Regions from separate parts of the Mus musculus genome. Here region 2 is linked to region 1. A link is a contact called in public HiChIP or PLAC-seq data. All regions are on one chromosome and are shown on one strand. Each heading gives the region's core, a stretch centred on a gene start, on an enhancer-like site or on the middle of the called end of the contact. The rest is flanking DNA. Distances are from core to core; before and after follow the strand shown. Region 1 overlaps Wnt5b (wingless-type MMTV integration site family, member 5B). Region 2 has its middle 18 kb from the start of Wnk1.

Region 1 (3,468 bases), core at 218-2,717:
AATAGAAAAGTAACTAAGACATTGGCCAAAGCTGAGAGGGGCTAATCAGGGAGGAAAAGAGCATTAACTTCAATTAAGGCTCTCCCCCCCCCCCAACCAGGCAAGCCTGGGTCTCTAAGAGTGAACTTCATACAACAGTCAGTTCATGCCTCAAGAACCACTCTCTGCACAGACAGTTCTGGGGTGCGAAGAAGGAACCCCTGCCACCACCTCTTCCTCCCCCTCTTCCTCCTCCTCCTCCTCTCCTCTCTTCTTCCTCCTCTTCTTCCTTGTCCTCTTCTTTAGCTCTGCTAAGCCTGCCCACGAACTCAGAAAGGTGTAACATTTCTTTTCTTTTTCTTTTTCTTCTTCTTCTTTTTTTTTTTTTTTTTTTTGACAGGGTTTCTCTGTGTAGCCCTCCCTGGCTGTCCTGGAACTCACTTTGTAGACCAGGCTGGCCTTGAACTCAGAAATCTGCCTGTCTGTGCCTCCCAAGTGCTGGGATTAAAGGCGTGCACCACCATACCCAGCTACATTTCTTTTCTGCCTTGTTTTGAAACAGGCTCTCACTATGTAACTCTGGCTGGCCAGAAACTGCCTTTGTAGACCAGGCTGGCTTTGAACTCAGAGAGCTCCCTGCCTCTGCCTCCTGAGGCCTGGGACCAAAGGCCATCTTCTATCTCTCTCTCCCTTTTGGATAATAGCCAAAGTCTGAATGTGTTTTCTCTGATACTTTAGACGTTTCCTGAAGCAACCTTACTGCTTGCTTCTATGTGTCTGCTTGCTGCGCTGACTCAAGAGGCATGGCTGTCTGTCCTCTTCTCCATATCCCTTCCCTGCGACTGCTGAGAGGTAGAGATTGCTCAGTCTGTTGTTTTTTTTTTTTTTTCTGCAATCCTAATAATAAAATCAGCTTCAAGCTTCCTACTAAATCTTACTTGTCTTAGTTTGGGTTTTATTGCTAAGAATAGACACCATGATCAAGGCTAGTCTTTTTTTTTTTTTTCTTTTTAAGATTTATTTATTTATGTATATGAGTACACACTGTAGCTGTACAGATAGTTGTGAACCTTCATCTGGTTGTTCAGAATTGAATTTAGTACCTCTGCTCCCTCAGGTCGGCCAGGTGGTTTGTGAGCCACCATGTGGTTGTTGGGATTTGAACTCAGGACCTTTGAAAGAGCAGTCAGTCCTCTTACCCGCTGAGCCACCTCACCAGCCCCCAAGGCTAGTCTTATAAGGAAACTATTTCATTGGAGCTGGCTTACAGTTTTAGGGGTTCAGTGCATAATCATCATGGTGGGAAGCACGGCAGTGTCCAGGCAGATACGATACTGGAAGAGCCAAGAGTGCTACATCCTGATGGAAGGCAGCCACGAAAAGACTTTCTTCCGCAGGGTCTCCTCTGCACTGGGGGGTAGCTTGAGCATAGGACCTCAAAGCCTACTCCCACAGTGACGCACTTCCTCCAACAAGGCCACTCCCACTACAAGGCCACATCCACTGCAAGGCCACACCGCCTAACAGTGCCACTTCCCGTGGGCCAAGCATATTTAAACCACCACACAAGTTCAAATTATTTTACTAACAAGACTAACAACCCAAAAGAGAAACTGATTTCCACAGTAAAATATAGCTCCTCACTAGGTCATTTCAAAGTTTCTAGTAATAATTTTTTTTTTTTGAAACATGTAGACCAGACTGGCCTGGAATTCACAGAGATCTGCCTCCCAAGTGCTGGGGTTAAAGGTGTGTGCCGCCATGCTTGGCCGTCTAATGACACTTCTTTGTGGTTAGCATGCTTGAGTGCCACCGTGCTTGGCTCATCTTTCTTATGGGTTCTTGTAGGGCAGTTTTGCTGGTGACAAATGCCCTGTCTCTGTTTACCAGAAAGGAGTTGTTGCCTTCCTCTGGAAGGATGATCTCAGCAGGTGCAGAACTTGAGGGTGATAGACTGCTTTCTCTCAGTTCCCGAAATAATCCACTCCACTCTCTTCCTTGCCTGCCCAGTCCCTGAGCAGTCAGAGGCAATTCTTAGTATTTGGTCTTCTTTCAGGATTGTTTCTTTTTCTTCTATTTCCTGTTATTTAAAAACGTTTTCTTTGGGGGCATTCATCGTGCTTGAAACACCTTGAGCTTCCTGGATCTGTGGTTTTGTGTCTGATGTTACCTTGCAGATGCAGAAATTCTCAGCGGAGTTGTTTTAAATCCCTCCTCCCCCTCTCGTGTCCTTTTGGTGTCCCTGTAACACGTGTTAGCAGCCTGCTGTACTTGTCTCACAGTGCTATTTTTAGTGGTGAGTCCCAGACAGGGTCTCACTGTGTAGCCTTGGCTGGCCTGGAACTCACTCTATAGACCAGGGTAACCTAACTCATAGAGATCCTCCTGCCTCTGCCCCTGGAGTTCTGAGATTGAAGGTGTGCGCCACACCTGGCTGTCTTGTGGTTTTTATTCTCACCTCCTTCTCTGGAACCCTTTCTCCTCGCAGATTGTCAGCATTGGCGGTTTCTCCTGGTGCACCCTTCACTCTGAGACTCTCCTTCGCTGTGTCCACTGAAGGTGCTCCTTGCCTCTGTTAAGTGGTTTTGCTGTGTGGCATTTGCTGTTCAATCTCTCTCTCTCATACATTGCTCATCTGTTCTTACAAGCTGCCAAGCTTCCCATCAGAGTTTTAAATTCCTAGTCCGTTAGAGCCAACATCCCTGTTAAAGCCAAGTCTGGCTCATGCTTACTCCGTCTCATTATTTGAGTTCTAGTCTGTCTTGCAGTTTTTTTCTTCACAGCCAGACATGACTGATCCGTTTCCTATGACTATAACAGGATACCTGCGACTGAGTAATGTATAAAGGAAAGAAGTTCCTTCCAGCTCAAGTTTCCGGAGAGCGGAACGCAATGATCGAGTACCGAATCTGGTGAGGTTTTTCTTGCTTCGCAGTAGAAAGCAGGACAGGATCACACACACAGGAGAATGGAAAGAGTGGGCAGGGCCCCTCATTCCTGCATCGCTGTGCTTTCAGACTTGTTTTTTGTTTTTGTTACAACTAAGATTCTTGTGGGAAACTAGCCACGTCACAAAGCCACTCTTTCTTTTAGGAGACTTAGAGTAAATCTGGCTCCTCATAATGTTGGACTGAGCATGCCCACCAGTGCTTGTAATTATCATATTTCCTTTTTTGAACTATGATCTTAAATTGAACATGCTCAGAAATGTACCAATCACTAATATCCTTTCTCATAAAGATTCCCAAATAAAAAGCCCCCATGCTCCCCTCGGAGAGGCGCCGCTTTGGAGGTGGCTCCAATGCCCCCTTCACTTTCTCCTCCCTTCCCTCCTGGGAGGGCTTCTGGGCTTTGAACTTGCTAAGGTGAGATGCATTTGTGCTGGGTCACATGACCTGCTTGTTGGGTCCTGTTCGGCTAGAGCAGGTACTCATGGGGAACAGCATTTTTACCCTGGGACTCTATGCCTCTGGGACCCACCTCCCAGCA
Region 2 (3,834 bases), core at 588-3,087, 550 kb after region 1:
CTTCTGACTTCTGCAGTACCTACACATACAGCCAATCAAACGCTGATGTATAGAAACGTTAAAATTGAAATATCATTTTTAAAAAATTTTACAAAGAGGCTAGAGTGATGACTCAGCAGTTAAAAGCGTGCGTTGACCTTGCAGAGAACCTGGGTTCCATTCCTAGCACCCACGTGGTGGCTCACAGCCATCCATAACTCCAGTTCCAGGGGAGCTGAAGCTCTCTTCTGACTTCACAAGCACCAGACACATATGTGGTGCATATACACATGCATGCAAAAACATTTATACACATTTTAAAAAATTCTAAATAAAATATTTAAAAATCAGATACTACTTCACAGCTATCAGGCTAACAATGACTAAAACAGACACACTGGAATGTTGGGAAAGACTGAGAAACTGGAGGCTGTGTGCATTGTTCTTGGGGATGTAAAAGGATACAGCTGTAAGAAAACAGTTAGGCTGTTCCACAAAATGGTAAACAGAATTATCCTACCATCTAGCAACTTCACTCCTCAGTGTGTACTCAAAAGAACTGAAAACAGAGACTCGAACAGATTACCTATAGACCAATGTTTATAGCAACGTTATTCAAGAGAGCTCAATGCTGGGAACAATACAAGTGTCTATCACTACATGAGTGAATAAATAACATGTGGTGTATGCTGCAATGGAATATTGTCCAACCTTTAAAAGGGATAAAATCTTCTTATCCAAGGTAGAAAAGGCAAATTCAGAGAGACAGAAAGGAAATTACAGGTTACCGAGGGTCGGTGTATTACTGTTTAATGGGCACCGAGCTTTTATTTTGAGTCATGAAAAAGGATATTGGTAATGATTACTCAACATGTTAAATGCACTTAATGCCACTAAATGTATGTTCTAAAATGAGGGGCTGGTGAGATGGCTCAGTGGGTAAGAGCACCCGACTGTTCTTCTGAAGGTCCAGAGTTCAAATCCCAGCAACCACATGGTGGCTCATAACCATCCTTAACGAGATCTGACTCCCTCTTCTGGAGTGTGTGAAGACAGCTACAGTGTACTTACATATAATAATAAATAAATCTTTAAAAAAAAAAAGTTTAAAAAAAAAATAAAATAAAATAAAATGAGTAAAATGGTAAACACTATATATATTATGTGTATACACACATACACACACACACACACACACACACACACACACAATTTTTTCCTACAACCAGAAAAGAATAATGAATCAAAAGTATGAGAGAAGACCAGAAAAAGTACTTCAGATAGACTCTTTTGGCAACACCTGGGGCAACCTACTCATGTTAAGTCTATAAGACAGTTTTGAGGGGCCTCTGGAAACAGGGATGGGTGAGCAGAGTTTACAAGAGAGACAGGAAATTGTCACCTGTGCATCAAAAGGGGCATCTATAGCTACAGTGCCTTGCAGTTGTAATGCTTTGAGAAAAGTAGTTTCAGGTTGATTGTTGGCTGGGGTCACTCTGAAACTGAGCCCCTACAAGGCTTAGCTTTCCACTTGGCTTGTTTTCTTGGCTCCTCTTTCAGTGTCTGAGCCAAAGCCAAGACCAGAGCATCACCAGGGATTCAAGAGAGACTAGGATCTAGTATCCTAGTGTCTCCTCAGCTTCTGTCCCCTCAGGTCAACTGAGTCCTTCCTTCTTGTGCCCACTGTCAGCTATACTTCTAAAACTTCAGTCTTTGAGCCTGCCCAGGCATTTTTTTTTCCTCTCCAGCTTCTAAATGGGGTTCAAGAAGTGTTTTTCTGGTTCTTCCTGCTTAACACCTGCTTTTGTAATTACTCTCTTAGAGCCACAACAAATGCTTTTTCCTTCCTGTTTCCTCAGGCAGCAAACCATAACCAGCTCAGGCTGGTGAGGAAGTCTAGCACTTTCTCCATCCCTACTCCCATCCCCCATGACTTCTGATTGTCTTTGTCAGCCACAGCTGTCGTGTGTGTGTGTGTGTGTGTGTGTGTGTACGCACATATATAAATATACATAATAAATTGCATATGATATAATGTATATGTTTTATTTTATACATATTATACATGTATTAATATATTAAATATTATATAACTTACATAATATGCTATATATAAATTACATAATTTTCAGCACTTTGGAGACAGAGTCAGGTGGATATCTATGAATTCAAGTCCAGCCTAGTGTACATAAGTTCAAGGAAAGCCAGAACTACATAGAGAGATCCTGCCCCACCCACCCACACACAAAACGTCTTGTTTTATGTATATGAATGTTTTTTCTGCTCTCTGCAGAAAAAAATGTATTCTGTTGTAGTGAACATGGTAGGTTATTAGCAGAATGTGTATGTCTGTGTAACTATGTCTGCTCCTGGTGCAAAAGAGAGTGTCAGATCTCCCTGGAACTGGGGTAAGAAGATGGTGGTGAGCCACTATATGGGTACTAGGACTCAAACCCAGTCCTCTGGAAGAGCAGCCAATGCTCTTAGCCACTGAGCCATTTCTCCAGCTGCACCCCACCACCCCACTGTTAGATATACAGTTCAGCATCATAAGGTATGAGTCACATTGCCATGTAACTAATCTCTAGGATTCCTTTATTTTGCAAACTGAAACTTCATACCCATTAAGGGTCAGCTCCTCTTCCTCCTTCCCTAACAGCTCTGGCAATCACCATTCTGTAGTCTGTCTCTGTGACCCTAACTACTCGAAGAATCACAGGCTACTTGGCTTACCTTACTTAGTACATCTCAAAGCTCATGAAGTTGTAGCATAGGCCTTTGCCTCTGAAGACTGGAGAATACTCCATTGTGTATACGTAGCATGCACAATGCACCATGCACTGGAGGCATCTGGGTTGTTCTTGACTGGTTAATGTGAACAATGCTCCTGTGCATCTGGATGTATAAATATGTCTGGAGTGAGGCTGGTGAGAAGGCGACGCCTAAAGACCTGAACTCAGTTTCCAGGGCCCACAGAGTGGAAAGCAAGAACTAACTTCTGCAAGTTGCCCTTTGACCTCCACAAGTATGCAATGGCATGCACACCCTTCCCCCAAAATAAATAAATAGATAAATGAATGAATGCATGAATGAATGAATGAGTAAATAAATAAATAAATAAATGAAGTTTACACAGACATACATGTCTATATCTGACTTTAGTTTTTTAAGGTATGGATCTCTATACTGATTGCTGTGACCAAATACCTGATAGAACCACAGCTCAGAATTCACAGCTCAGAATATAATCTGTCATGATGGTAAGCTGTTCCTGGACAGCTCTGTCCATAGTCATGGGAGCACTGAGGCAGAGCTTCTCACATCTTGGAGTGTGGAGAAGCAGACAGCCTGTTCTGATAGCAGATGAGAGTATAACCCTTAAAGACCTGGCCAGGACCTATCTATACCAGCTATGTTTTCTCCCCAAATGGCCCACAGCCTCTCAAAATAGTACCAGCAATAGGGCCATGTGTTGAAGCCCACAAATGGTCCTGGAAGAACCACTTCACATTCCAGTCATAACAATATCCAAAATGGAACAACTAAACCACACACTAATTGCATTTATTGATTTATTTTTGAGATGGCATTATATTACAGGACTCAAATTGACCTTGAACTTTTTTTTTTCAATTACAGTGCGTGTATGTATACCCATATGCCACAGCTTGCATATGATGGTCAGAACAAGACCAGTGGGAATCAGTTCTCTCCTTCCATCAAGAGGGACTGGATCACACACAGGTGGCCCAGCTTGGCAGTAAGTGCCTATACCTGCTCACCGAATGTAGTCTGTTTTGGGAAGGACATGACTTCAGTCTAGGGCACTGTCCGTAGCCAAGACCATTCCTAAGC

Evidence for each region. HiChIP or PLAC-seq counts read pairs in DNA pulled down with a chosen protein or histone mark.
Region 2: an H3K27ac HiChIP or PLAC-seq map of large pre-B cells shows a contact between it and region 1, with 2.7 times the contacts expected there. The contact joins two enhancer-like sites. A contact is called at or near these places in 10 of 39 promoter capture datasets (3T3-L1-derived adipocytes, the HPC-7 cell line, frontonasal cranial neural crest and 6 more), 1 of 15 datasets of contacts at CTCF or cohesin (the NIH/3T3 cell line), 1 of 484 Hi-C or Micro-C datasets (liver), 4 of 115 datasets of contacts at active chromatin or transcription factors (embryonic basal ganglia, embryonic midbrain, large pre-B cells and 1 more) and 1 of 9 other capture datasets (embryonic stem cells).

What each region holds. Positions count from the first base shown.
Region 1 is chr6:119,506,929-119,510,396 of GRCm38.p6, forward strand. The region is part of intron 1 of Wnt5b (wingless-type MMTV integration site family, member 5B); the gene reads right to left. Among named protein-coding and RNA genes, the nearest start is that of Gm30690, 9.3 kb to the right of the region's middle. Within about 2 kb of position 1,468, at least 49 of the 459 cell types and tissues checked have an H3K27ac peak or open chromatin away from gene starts, as enhancers often do.
Region 2 is chr6:120,054,499-120,058,332 of GRCm38.p6, forward strand. No RefSeq gene overlaps it. Among named protein-coding and RNA genes, the nearest start is that of Wnk1, 18 kb to the left of the region's middle. Within about 2 kb of position 1,838, at least 67 of the 459 cell types and tissues checked have an H3K27ac peak or open chromatin away from gene starts, as enhancers often do.